Linked DNA regions of Gossypium hirsutum: regions 2 and 3 are each linked to region 1. The links are chromatin contacts, called in public Hi-C maps. All regions are on one chromosome and are shown on one strand. The core of a region is the stretch at or near the end of the contact, and the rest is flanking DNA. Distances in the headings are between cores, read along the strand shown.

Region 1 (4,770 bases), core at 1,022-3,521:
TTTTGGCAATTAGAACAAATTTAATTTTAATACAATTTCATGAGTTGTGAAAATTATTTTCTTAATAAAAATAAAAAATTACAATTTAATCCTTATATTATTAAAAATTTTTAATTTAGTCCCAAAATCTATTTGCAAGGCATATTTCAACTTATCCTTTAGTCAATCAATAAATAATAACTCACTTTTACGGGCAATTTACCAAAAAAAGCCAAATTTTTTTTAAATTTACCGAAATGGGCCCGGTATTTTATTATTTACTGAAATGGGCCCCTTTTTCCTAAATCGCATCCACGTCAACGCGATGTCAGGGGATGTATCAGCAAAGCGCGGCCACGTCAACGCTTTGATGACATGGCAACAAAGCGTGGCCTTGAGAGCGCGCTTTGTTGCCACGTCAGCAAAGCTCTCTTACGTGGCCGCGATTTGATGACGTGGCGCGTCCCTGGGGACGCGATTTAGACCGCACGTGAACAGTGCAATGGTCAAAAATTTGACCGTTTCCCCCCTAACGGTAAAAAAAAAACCTATAAATTCCCCCACCCCTTTTTTTTCACAAACAAATTCTCTCTCAAATTTCCTCTCAATTTCCTCTCAATTTCCTTCCAAATTTCTCTCAAATTCATATTTAATCTCAATTAGCTCTCAATTTCCTTTTAAATTTCTCTTAAATCCCTATTTTAAAATAATTTTAAAAAATTTTGATTTTTTTAAATAAAAAAATTACTCTTAAATCCCTAATTTTTAAACCGAAAAAATTTGTACGATTTCAGTAATGGACGGAGGATTGACTCGTCTTGATAAGCACCACATATCCGTGGAACAAATGAAGATGGTAAGTGTTAAATTTAATTTTTAAATATTATTTAAGATTTTTTTATTTATGCATTTTTAGATAATTATTAATTTATTATTTGTTATAAAAGTCTGTAGATCGGGTATTGGAATACAATATCCGAAATATGCATGCTCCTCCATCACCGTTAGTAGAGAACTACCTGCGAGAAGCAGATTTTTGGCACGTGGCGATGGTAGGCCGGGGATGTAAGGTGGACCCGAAACTAATCAGTGCGTTGATCGAGAGGTGGAGACCCGAGACACACACATTCCATCTTCCATGTGGAGACTGCACTGTCACTTTGGAAGACGTCAGCTTGCAATTGGGATTGTCGGTGGATAGGTACCCAGTCACGGGGTCTGCCCAATCTAGCGATTTGCCAGCGGTGTGCTACGAGCTTCTAGGCGCTATTCCGAAGAAAATGGATGGAGGTAAGATTGAGATGGGCTAGTTGCGAGACACATTCTCGAATCCAGATGAAGATTCAACTGAAATAGAAAGAATCCGATATGCTCGGGCATACATTCTTCAGTTAATTGGAGGTTATCTGGTGCCGAACTTGTCACGGAGCCGCGTACATCTAAGATGGCTGCTGAAACTCGTTGATTTTAGAGCAGTCGGTGAATTGAGTTGGGGGTCTGCCGTCTTGGCCACATTATATCGGGAGATGTCCGGGGCGACGCGACCGAGGAGAGCAAAAATCGGAGGTTCCTGTCACTACTGCAGTCATGGGCACGGTTTCGCAAATTCTTCACATATAGCATCCAGGAGTGCAAGATTTCACAAATTTTTTGCATATAGCATCCTGCTTGAAGCGTTTTTTATACTATTTGCTCAGAAACGTCAACTGGAAATTATTTTTCCAGAACCTATGTAGCAAAAGCGCGTACACGTAGGCGCGACTGCAAAAATCCTTCTGATAAATCATCTTGCTTTGATTTTATCTTAAAAACCCATAAACACGAAACGTAATCCAATTTTGAATAAATTTTAATTAACTTAATTACGAAACCCTAAACCCTAAAATTTAATAAATTTTAATTACAAAACGTAATTTAATTTTAATTAATTAATTAATTTCTCTCTAAAACCCTAAAAATCTGAAAAACCCTAAAAATCCTAATGTGGGAAACACGGCGAAATCGCGTCCCCAAGTGCGCGCGACGTGGCAGCAAATCGCGTCCACGTCAGCGCGCTTTGATGACGTGGACACAAATCGCGCTTTCAAGGACGCACTTTGTTGCCACGTCAGCATAGCGCGCTGACATGGACGCGATTTGCTGACATATCCCCTGACTTCGCGCTTACGTGGACGCGATTTAGGGGAAAAGGGCCCATTCCAATAAATAAAAAAATACCGGGCTTATTTCGGTTAATTTAAAAAAAAATTGGCTTTTTTAGTATTTTGCCCCATCTTTACAGCTGCTTTCACGTATTCATTTTCAAATATAAAATTTATTGCATAAATTTTTTTTATCTGATTTGTTCCATACCTTGTTCTTAAAATTTTCTCGATATTCAAACTCAGAATTATGTCACATATTATATCAAAATTTTCGGAGTGCCACAATCAGCGTCACCACCATGGACATTGTTGGGAGTCACCGACTTAAGGAGATCCGAAGCCTTTGGGATACGGTGCTCTACCAAACGTAGGAACCTTGACGAAGCGGAAGAAATCGAGAGGCCAGGAGCCCCGTCTAGAGAAAAGGAGATAAGCTATCTCCAAGAGAGACTTGGAAAAATCATGTGGTGGTACACCACCACCATTCTAGTAGCCAAAAGCTTGAGGAGGAGAGGGGAGATCTCGAAGTTTTTTTTCCGAAAGACAAAGAAGGCAAAAGGAAAAAAGACTTACCAAATCAAGAGAGAGGCGAGAGGAAAGATAGAAAGGGCAGTTGAAAATACACACTAAGGTCGTATGTGTTCAACACCTAAAGAAGAAAGCATTAGTTGGATGGTTCAATGTTATTCCACTTTATATTCATGTCCTAACCTATGTATCTTGAGAGACATTGATTTTTTGTTTTATTTTTATAAATGATTTAGCCATTGTTTAAAACTTACTTTATCAATTCTCTTCATCGACTATCAGGAAGTCCAACAAATTAGAAAAATTTAAAAAAAATCTAAAAGATTAAAAGGAAAGCGCTGCCTTACTTCTCCTTTTCCAGGAAACATAAACCCTTCAAGCAGCAACAAGATCCCGATTTTCAAAGACTCAATAATGGATGAGTAAAGTCCTTTTCCTTTTCCTCCCTTAATTTCATTTTCATTGAAATTGTTTTCTCTTTTTTTTTTCTTTTTTTTTTGCTTTCAAAATCTCACTTTCACACTGTAAATTCATCTGTTTCTCAGATCTGAGCAGGACCCAAGAAGACTGACTTCCACATCGTCTTCTTCTTCATCCACAACAAGAGTTCACGTCACGGCCTTGGACGGCCTGGTAAACGTCAACTCCCTCTTCACCATCGCCGTCTTCGTGGGCCTTTCTTTAACCACGCCAGGCCAACATAGCCTCGAGAATCGAGCCCCCTGCGACGCCGGCATCGACTTTGCGAAAAAGCTCTTGGTTTTCGAGGTAGTCTCCTTCAGTTTCTTCCTATTCTCGTCCCTGGTAGCTCAGGGTTTGAAGCTTGCCATCAACTTGTTGAACAGCAAAGACGTGGACGAAGCTATCAGGGCCCACATTAACCTTAAAGTTCTGAGGTTGGGGATGATGGGGTCGGCGGTGGGGTCGGTTATGGGGTGCTTGTTTTTGATGCTTTCGATGGTGAATGTGATCGAGATCCGATTGGGGATGTTGTCTTGTGGGAGTAAGTCTGCGGTTCACTCAGTCACGGCTTTAGTTCTTCTGGTTTCTTCTGCTCTCTTGGTTTACATTTCCACTGCTGTTTATGCTTTCTTGCATTGATGGAATGAAAGAAAATAGGATGCCCGTAATTATCAAGTTTAATCTTAGTTTTGGAAACAACATTGTGTTGTTATCTTCTCGTTGAGTTGGGGACATATGTTCAAGTATTAATTTGAATTTTAGTTCTAGTTTACCGGGAAATGTTTACCCTTGATTTACAATATGGTGTTCTTATGTTAGATATGGGCATAATATGAATTTCTAGGTGTCCTATGGACTTGATGATCGATTGTCTCCGGGCAGAAGCATTCGACAGCAACCCTAAATCTTTAGGGTTGAGTTCCAAAGTGCAAGGATGAAAGAAGAAATACAAAAGTAGAAATACCATAAATTTTAGAATAAATTATATTAATTATGTGGAAGGTTTTTTGTTTTGGTACTTTAATTTAAAAAATTATAATTTATTTATTAAATTATTTAAAAGTTTTCATTAAAGTTATTGAGTTGTTAAATTCGATATTATATTTCTTTTTGTTTATATTGTTTTCATCAATCAAAAGTTTTTTTCCTCCATCTTTTCTACGGTTTATGTTTTTATTTTCATGAAATGGCTTTGGATATTAAGAATCTTCAAATCGAAATTCAAACAATTCCTTTTTCGACCTTTAACACAAACTGTTAGATCGATTTGGATAAATGGTATGTTTAATTAATTGATGGATATTGATCCATCGTACCGAGTATCAAATTGTTGCTTGGAGCTCATTGGCGGTACTTTTTTTTAAAAAAAAAGAAGTTAACAAACCAATGCCTTATATAAAAACTTTTAAATAATTTAGTTAAATAAAAATTTTTGAATAGTTCAGTGATCAAATTATAACTTTTTTTAGTTAAGTAATTAAAATGAAATTTACCTTAAATTTTAAGTGTGTTTCCTATGGGAGAAAAGAAAGAGGAGAGAAGATAGGTTAGATGGTTACTTTTCATCTTAATGGCAAAATTAGGCTTAAATGCCGATTTTGTTTTTTAATAAGGCCTTTAGGCCTTTTTTTTTTAAGGAAATAGATCATTTTTAGGA
Region 2 (4,971 bases), core at 1,765-4,264, 130 kb before region 1:
TACTCACGAGGTAAAGAAGCTTGAGGAGGGACCAAGCCAGATCGAGGTAGAACAAGGAGAAATCATTAGTTTGGAGTCATGCACATAGGAGGGGGTACCTTTAGAGGCTTTGCCTCGGGGCCCATTACATTCTACCTAAGTAGTATCTTTAGAGCCCAAAATTTTGAGATAGTAAACTTTTATCTTAATTTAAGGGTTATGTTGTAAGAATATTTATTAATAAGATATAAAGTCAGTCTTTAAAATTGTTAGGTTAGAAATGCGTGTTTAGTCCAATTCGGTCCATTTGTGACATCCCGTGCCCCGGATTCGGAGGTCAGGTCGGGTGAGGGTGTTACAAGTATAATATTTTTCCATTTGAATTTACTAAGCGTTAAATGCTTATTCTAGTTGTTTTTCTATTTGTAGATCATCACCTTGTAGAACTTGCCAAGTCGAATTAGCACGAAGCACACACTACCAACAAGACGGTAGAAGTATGTTCATTTTGAGTCTAGATATTGTGGCATGTATATAAGGACACCTTAGTGTGAACATGGTCATTTTAAGTTCATATTTATGTGAAAAATGTGGTAATGGTTGATCTTGCATGTTAAGCATGGGATATGACTTAGTTGATGCATGGTTTGGAAAAGTTTGATGCTATTAAAAAGGATGATCTTGAACTTACTTGAGCTTAGTATGTTTAAGGTTACAAAATGAAATGGTTAAGATAGATAAGTTGGTGAATGATTTGAAAATGGTAAGCTTGAATGTTAAGCATGATATATAGCTTAGTATATGCATTGTTTGATTTCATGTAAAGATCATTTAGGTGCTTAGTTTCCAAATTGCATAAGTATGGCATGATAGATTAGAAAAATGAAACAATTTTGGTATGGTTAGTTGATAAAGGAAAATGCTTAAATGGTAAATGTTAGTTTGGTACTATATTGAATGTTTGATTTCACATGTTCATACGCTTGAATTGGTATACGTTGATATAGAATGATGATGTTTTGGATTGTAGGAAGATGAATGAATGTATATAAGCATTGGATTGAAAGCTTGAAACTTGTGCCAAACACGCTTTTGCCCAAAACTGAGGTAATGTCGCAACCTCGAGTCCCCGACGTTGTGACATGGGTTGACAGTGGGTGATGTTGCGACATCGAGATGCTTAAAGTTGAGATGTAACTCTCTAAGTTGACGATGTCGTGACGCGGAAATCATGATGTCGCAATATCAACCCTAGATTTTGAAAACTTCACAATTTGTTCCTAATTCAACCGTGAGTTAGCAAAAGAGTTTTTGTAAGCTCATATGTTACCCGAAAATAATTATGTTGCATAGTATGAATGTGAATTAAACTTAATTGCATGTGTAAATGGTTGTATGATGTATAATTGTCTGAAGTTACTCCAACAACGAATGTAGCATCTTATAGCTCAGACCTACGATCAGGTCGGGTAAGGGGTGTTACATCACCTTCTTCGATAACCTTACAGGCGGTATCATCAGTCGACATAATGAATGCCTTTATATGAGATTTTCAATAGGCATAATTTGAATATACTACCAGAAGTAGGGCTCGTGATACTTAACTTCCTTTTTTTATTGGGTTCATAACTATAGATACACCACTATATTGTCTTCAAACATCTTATGAAGCCAGGCTTTGATACTAATTGAAACCAAAGTTAATCTACATATATGAAAACTTTAACTATGTTCAAGACTCATTGCAGTATGAAATAGAACGGAAGTTGTGAACTTGTAAAAGAAAAAAGTAAGAGGAATAAGAAACAACGAAACCAAGTTTTTTTAACACAGCTCAGATACAATTGTCCTATGTCTACAAATCTTTGCTTAGGATATACTCTTATTCAATCAACCAAATCAATCAAGCGAAACAATATGCCTCTATTGGCTAAAGCCTATAACCCCTTTGCAAGCCAAGTTCATACAGCCCCAATAGAGAACAATACCGCAATCAACATTCACCAAAGATAACTCTCAACTCCACTCAAGAGAATTCATCAACAAATAAACAAGAATATAAAATGCTCAACAGAATAAAAATAAACAAAGCTAGTGTATATTTCCATCTCTCTGAGTCATGTAGCTCCAAGGGAATGAGACACATATTTAATGTGTCGATTAACAACTTGTTATCACAAGATAAACTTCAATAAAATGGTAGATAAATCCCTTGAATAATCCTTTGCATAAATTAGATAAAATCCTTTGATTAATCCTTCAACAACTAAAAAAATAAGGATAAGGCTTCAATCCTTATCCAGTAGAACTCATAATTTCATCAATATAATCGATTAAAGAGCTAAAGAGTCCTAGTAAAAAAATTACTCTTGTTTTTTCAAACATGACATCCCTTTGTAGGCCAAGAATGTCAAGCATCCATGAGGCCGAAACAACCCACGACCCAAGCAGAAATTGTTCTTATTCAAACAAAACATGGAACAAGCAAGCATAAAACTCCAACAATTTTTTTAGAGTTTTGATGAAAGGAAATTAAATGAAAATTTTGAAGAAATTTTTGGGTTTTTTTATATAAATTTTATAGAGTTTTTGTTGAAAAGGAATTAATTTTAGGGATTTAAAAAAATATTTGAAAAAGGACAAAAATAAAATAGACTTATTTCTTAAATACCCCAAATTTTTTTGGTCAAAAGTCAACATAATGACATGTGCTGCTTTTTGAATCGACAACATGTCATGCCATTAGCAAATCTGACATTGTTAGGGATAGGTATCGGAATAGTTAACAAAATTAAAGTATAAGTACCAAATTAGACATTTTAAAACCGTAAATACCACATCAAAATAAAGTACAAGGACTATTCTTGTTATTATCCCTAAAAATTTATTAAAAAACTAAACTTGTTAAAAAAACAAATTCTATTACAATAAAAATTTAGTAGAATCTATTTTTAAATAATATTACATTGGGTGAACCAAATACTTATTCCAACTAGAACTGAATATAATAATGTAACATACTTTTAGTAGTTTTGCGTTGTAGTAATTCTTTACAAACATAATCTTATATATTTTTTAAACAAATGTCTTCTATGAGTAAATAATTTTTACAAACCAAACATTAAAATAACTTTTTAGCTAATTAAATTCGGAAGTTTTATGGTATTAATCAGGGTAAAGTAAAATAAATATAACACAAATTTTATGTAAAGAAATTAAGTATATAATCCGTTAGAAAAGTGTGTTCCTAGGTTTTACGATCTCAATCTATATTATGAAGATGTGATATCAGCTTAAATAAAATAAATAAAATAGAACTAATGTAATCCGTCAGCAACATTTGGAGTATTGGATAAGGGATAAGATTCCACGGATTGATGCATCCAATCACAAATCTGCAAAATTAACACCTCATCCACCTCAACCACACATTCTTGCATCCAATAATCGGAAAATCTCTTTCTCTCACTCTATTTTGGCTTCGTATTATTTGCACATATTTCTATTTCCCACTCTCTTTTTTGCTCTCAGTTAACAACAAAATCCGTAAATGGCTACCACTGCTTCTCCAATGGCGACTCAGCTGAAGAGCAGCTTTACGTCGTCTGTTACAAGAGGACTGGTAGTCCCCAGGGGCATTTCGGGATCCCCGTTCAAAGTATCTTCCGGAAAGACCAGGACCCCTTGCTTCACTGTCAAAGCTGTTCAATCCGACAAGGTAAGCTAGCTATGTCTGTCTGGTCACTGTTAGCTTAGCTAGGCTCGTCACTTCACTAAGTTTTTTTTATCATCCCCCCCCCTCCCTCTCCTTTTGCAGTCAACATTTCAAGTAATCCAACCCATCAACGGCGACCCCTTCATTGGAAGCCTGGAGACTCCAATCACCTCAAGCCCCTTAATTGCATGGTACCTTTCCAACCTCCCAGCCTATAGGACGGCAGTGAACCCACTTCTGAGGGGAATCGAAGTGGGTCTGGCTCACGGCTTCCTCCTGGTGGGTCCATTCGTTAAGGCCGGCCCTCTAAGGAACACTGCGGTGGCGGGTCAAGCTGGGTCCTTAGCCGCTGCCGGTCTGGTTGTGATCCTCAGCATTTGCTTGACGATGTATGGCGTTGCATCGTTCAAAGAAGGTGAGCCATCGATAGCACCGAGCCTAACCCTGACTGGGAGGAAGAAAGAGCCAGACCAGTTGCAAACGGCGGATGGATGGGCTAAGTTCACTGGAGGGTTCTTCTTTGGTGGAATCTCTGGTGTCACTTGGGCTTACTTCCTCCTGTATGTCCTCGACCTTCCTTACTACTTTAAGTAGAGCATCATTTGATCTATGTTTTACTTGGTCCCTTTTTTAATGTAAATCTTTGTATCCAGGACGATCCTTTGGGAACGAATATCAATTATATCAAGTGATTGTCACTCTAATTTTAAGTTATTTATTGAAAGAGATATTGCATTGCATGAACACGTTTTTCTTTCACTCGCTTTACCACAATCAATAGCCAAATTGCCGCATTAGGCGTTTTGAGCTTCAATAGTTATTAAAAGCGGCTCAAATCAGATCAATTATTACTGTGCTCGTTCGAGGAAGAAAAAAGAATGATTAATTAATAACTCAGTCTAATATTTTTTAATGTGGTTTTTATATTATATTTTTGGTCTAATATGATATTTATATTTGACAAAAGTAATATATTTTGATACTTAAAAGGTAACCATGTCAACTTTAAATGTTTAATTTGAGTCTTAAAGTTGCTAATGAAAGTTAATTGTGTTTTGTTAATAAAATAAATTTAATGTTTGAATTTTTCATGGTTTTGTTAATAAAATAAATTTAATGTTAATTGTAAATTTTTTAAGTTTTACATTTAATTTGTCAAACACAAATAAATAGATATGATTTAATTGGAGCTTTAGGATTGAATTAATGAAAGTTAATTGTTAAATTATTATCTAATTATGAAATTTCATCAAATCACCTCTAAATTTTAAATTAAA
Region 3 (4,670 bases), core at 945-3,444, 190 kb after region 1:
TTCAGTTGATAATTCATCCACCTCAGCAAGATCTTCTCTGGTGGTAAACTCATCAATTCTTCCACATCCTGTTGGTTTAAGAACAAGCAAATATATTCGGAAGAAGTCTATCAAAAACTAGAAAAAGCATCGAAGTTCTGGCTTATTTGTTTAAAGTTTGAAAAGGGGAGGTGTAAAAATGAAATACAAATTCAAGACACAGTGGGCATATTTAAGGAGAGACCACGGTTATCACATATAGTATTTAACAAGTTAGAGATTTCATTTTCCTCCAAGTAGTACTTTTCCTTAAAATGTTCCACAAAACAAGTATAGTCAAATGAACTGATATTCTTGTGAAACAATATATTACCTTACTATCATCAACAAGCTCCACCAACTGAGGTGTTTTCTTCAAGTTGAGGTCTGCCAACAGTTGTATCTAAAACAGCATAGTTTTTTAGCAAGACTGGCCTATGCCATTGTAAGTATCAAGGTTGCAAAGTTTTAATTGCTTTGGATTAGACAATAATTTGAGAGATCAAGTTACCTTTATAATTTGAGAAATCAATCCAAGCACAAGATGTCTCTGTAAAAGGAACCCGAGATGATATCATTCTCGCTAATCATTTTCAAAGTATATACTTTAAATAATTTCAGTAAGAGGTGATCAAACAAAACATGTTCTGGAAAGTAAAGTTTCAGAGTGGAACAGGAATGAAGCAAGAATAAGAAAGGGTTTCGATTTTGGTTTAGCATTAATAAACAGATAAATGGTCTACCTAGTCCAGGCCAAATATGAGAAGCAATGATCTTCCCAACACCAATCATTGTATTGAAAAATAGTTAAGAAGTGAAAAGAATAGCATTAAAGATTGTCACATTGGCCACAGCTCTGGGAATAACAAAAACAACAAAAGCAATGAAGCATGCTTTAAAAATAATGCTTTTATCCAACATGTCTTTCTTAAACTCAAGTGAAAATCCAACCATCAAATAAACTAGTTCAGCAATGCAACAGACCAACAGTATAAGTATACGCATACCCTTCCTTCAATGAAATCTTGTGTTCCTATATTGACTACAGTGCAGCCAATAGCCTTGGCAGAGTTGAGACATAGTGTATGGTTTTCATTTCTTTCCCATGGATTGAGCAGTCTCTTAGTATTAATAGCCCTTTCATCAATGGTACCCGGAACTGCTACATTTATCAGTTTGCTGCATTTATTTTGTATAAAAGCTTCAAAAAAAATCTTCTCCCGCTGGCATAAAAACAACAAATCTAATAGTTTTAAAAAGGTAGAAAGAAGGATTTACCAAAGAAGAACTCCATCTTTAACAATCTCAAATAGATCATTTGAGGACGGATCGATGGGTAAGTATTTGTTTAAGAACCCATCTTGAGCGAGATAATTATTGATATGGGCAACGTAGGATGCCTTTTCGGATTCGCTTATGGTGTGAAGCAGAGTAGTTGTAGCTGCCTTGAGGAATGCTGATGAGTTCTTTGCTGGATTTCCTGTTCTAGAGCTTGCATGTGCATGAAGTTTCAGATGAACCTATCCACACAAAACACAGTGATTGATAATCCACTTTCCAGGAAATTTTGAAAAAAAAAAGGTTTTCTGAAAAGTTACTTCTGAAACAACAATCCAAATTCAAATTTTCATAAACTTGAACTTTAAGAAAAAAAAAATATATTAACGATAAAAAAAAGGGATTGGAACACCAAAAACAACAACAACAAACCTTCAAAAAGGACTCGAAATCGACCTCATCGTTGAAGTTAGGATACAAAGCAGCGATAAAATCTGTAGTTTCTTGGTCACTCAGATTCTCTCCCACAGCTTTCAATCTGGACATTCTGGATGCTAAGTCTCCCAGCGTTAGTTTCCCGCTCTCTCTTCGCATACTAGTAAACTACCAAAAAACAAAGTGTTAGTAACTGCGATCAAAAAAGAAGGAGAAAAATGAAAGAATCGTTGAGTTACATGAGATTTTAAGCTACGAAGTTCGACTTGAGTGAACTGGTTTTGCAGGCATGCATCTGAGACCAAAATGCCTACGTAACCAGACATCTTTGTTTTTATTTAGATCAGAATCTAATGACAAATTTTTATGTTTGGCCTGAGTTTGTGAAGAAGGAGAAGAGAAGTGGGAGTTGTAGCTGGTATTGGCAAGAGCAACACTGCTTCTGACAATTCATATTATGACCATTCTGTCCCCTTTTTTATTTTCTTTTAGGATAAAGTATGTCTATAGTACTTGTACTTTTTAAAAATTAGGAATTTACTCCTTGTACTTGTATTTCTAGAAATTTAGTTCCTCTACCATTTAGATTTCAAAATTCATATACAACTATTATCACTCTCTGTTTTCTTATATAAAAAAAGAATCACTCACTTGTTACCCATGTAAGTAAAAAAAATGTTGTAATTAACCTGAATTTAACCAAAAAAAAAAGAGTTAACAGTATTAACAGTTAGATGAATTTTGAAAATCTAAAAAATAAAGAGATTAAATTCGTGAAAATACAAGAACTGGGACTAAATTTCTAATTTTTAAAAAGTACAGAAACTATATGCATATTTTAACCGTTCTTTTATTTATTCAAATGAATAGTAACTGTGGGCCTTTGCCCTTCGAACCACTCGGAGTTGGAAGGATGGATATTGGGTCCATTACGCCTTCCCTTTTCTGTTTTTAGAATTCAAATTGAATGTCTATTTCGCCCACCATCTCTAACTGTTGGTTCATATTTTAAATAACAGGTAATTCGTGTCTCCATTGTTAGGGGATTTAAGAAAAATGTCTAAGCCAGTTTAAATTTTAAAACCTTGCCGAGTGTGATTTTTACTAAGGTCACATAATTCGTGAGGGCGGTTTATAGTGTACGGAGTGCAAAGAGATATTAAATTAAGGTTCATCCATACTATGGACTGTGAGGAAAGCCATTAAGATTAGTAATTTGAGAAGGTTAAGGCGGCACATGGATAAAGTTCTAGTATCTAGTTTCTTGTTTATCCCATTCATCTTGGAGGAGAGGGAGAGCAATTTGAGTGGGCCTTTATCTCATGATTACTTTCTTGTAGAGTTTAATCTCATGGTTCATATAAGGTGTGAGTCGAATGTGACTTTCTTGAGGTTGGCAAGCCTAGAAGTTGAGATCATTAAATGAGATTGAACATGATGTAATGGTTATCCTAGAGGACATTATGGCTATACCTCTCCCATATCTGTAATGGTGTGAGCTTCATTCCTAAGGTGTTAAGAGATATTTTAATATAAGGATATGATATTTGTCCCCTTAGTTAAAAAGAAATTTATAAAGTGAGTTTCTATGAGACTATCAGTAGGGGAATAAGGTGGCATCTCTTTAGTGAAGACAGAGGCTATTGTTGTTCGAGATATTAATGTTAGGGTTCCATGATTACTTGTACAGTACTTTCAAGTTTTCAAAACTACACTTTTAATAAGCATAGTTGCTTGCTTTGACGTGGTGTCGTTTAACTAACCAATAATTACACAGCTTCTAAAAGTTTCCTATTGTTATATCCCTACCTTAATTTGGACTCGGTTGAACCCTCTATTGGTATTGTTACCTTGGCTTCACATTCAATGTGGACTAAAGGAATGTTCTCTTTGAGAACCTTGGTTGTGTGGGTTGGAGCACTCTTAGTGTTATATCTTGGTTGTGTAGGTTGAAATGCACATTTGTGCAATGATTATATAAATACTTGGTGGAGTTGGATGAAATTCTCGAGTTTTTTAGTCCAGTTTTACTAAGGTTACGAAGGGCCTAATAAGACAAATGAATTCAAGAATGTCTAGTAAGATACAAAAATTGCACATTTGTAAGTACGAAGATAAAAAATGAATTTATGAGATTTATGAAATGAAGTGAACTAAAATGTGCTTGTTACTCTAGTTTATAAGATGGATGAAGTTGACCATCTCGTTATAAAATATGCTTATATGATATTACTTGTCATTTTTATTTTAGAAACTACCTTGATGATCCTTGTTTTAATTGTGTTTACCTTTGCCCATTGAGTAATGATCTGTCGTAATTTGATATGTCAAATTAGGTTCTCCAATACACTTGAGGAGCTTATTCTCAAGCAATTTAAATGTCTTTTATATGTTTTTGTCGAATTTTTTGTTCTAAGCATTAATAAATGTTTTTGTTTGGTTTTACACTATTTTGAGACCCAAAATGGCCAAACGTGCCATGGGGAACCTAACAATGTAATTGAGTTGGTGTAGGGAGACAATAAGGGCTCAAACTCGAGGAGAACGTCATTTAGAATAAGTGTCGCGGCACCAATGCCATGAAAGTCGCGATATCCCTGAAGGTACTGAAGTGAAGAAATTCAATTCTTTTCTAGTGCTCCAAGATCCTAATTTAGCTACTATTTTGGGTATCGCGATACCGCTGCTTGACGGGTGAAAAAATTGTAATGGCAATTTTATGTCCAAACAAGCTTAAGTCTTTATTTTCATTTAAGGGTATAATGGTCAATGTTAGGTTAAATGTTAGTAGACTGTAAATATTATTTTATAAGCTTTGGAAGATAGAGATTTTTGGTGGCTGAACATTTCTCCTTAGTTATTCATCATAGTTTTTAAGTTAGGTTTTCTTTTCTTTTCTTTTTTAAATTAGGTTTAGAAGAGATTTTTTTTTATTTTCT

What was found. Hi-C and Micro-C count contacts between places; a contact is called where the count stands out from the background.
Region 2: a contact with region 1 is called in a Hi-C map of leaf, with 2.4 times the contacts expected there. The contact joins the promoter of LOC107954721 here to the promoter of LOC107954695 in region 1. A contact is called at or near these places in 3 of 34 Hi-C or Micro-C datasets (all in leaf).
Region 3: a contact with region 1 is called in a Hi-C map of leaf, with 2.1 times the contacts expected there. The contact joins the promoter of LOC107954657 here to the promoter of LOC107954695 in region 1. A contact is called at or near these places in 9 of 34 Hi-C or Micro-C datasets (anther, callus, hypocotyl and 1 more).

What each region holds. Positions count from the first base shown.
Region 1 is chrD07:33,225,969-33,230,738 of Gossypium_hirsutum_v2.1, reverse strand. LOC107954695 reads left to right here and starts at 2,271. Exons shown (of 2, transcript XM_016890331.2): 1 at 2,271-3,073; 2 at 3,197-3,977. The coding sequence starts at 3,066. The coding sequence ends at 3,752.
Region 2 is chrD07:33,356,863-33,361,833 of Gossypium_hirsutum_v2.1, reverse strand. LOC107954721 (photosystem I reaction center subunit XI, chloroplastic) reads left to right here and starts at 3,014. Exons shown (of 2, transcript XM_041096555.1): 1 at 3,014-3,697; 2 at 3,797-4,430. The coding sequence starts at 3,530. The coding sequence ends at 4,288.
Region 3 is chrD07:33,037,505-33,042,174 of Gossypium_hirsutum_v2.1, reverse strand. It overlaps LOC107954657 (fimbrin-2), which reads right to left and starts at 2,194. Exons shown (of 14, transcript XM_016890281.2): 1 at 1,971-2,194; 2 at 1,729-1,899; 3 at 1,297-1,538; 4 at 1,026-1,197; 5 at 530-568; 6 at 353-421; 7 at 1-68. The coding sequence starts at 2,057.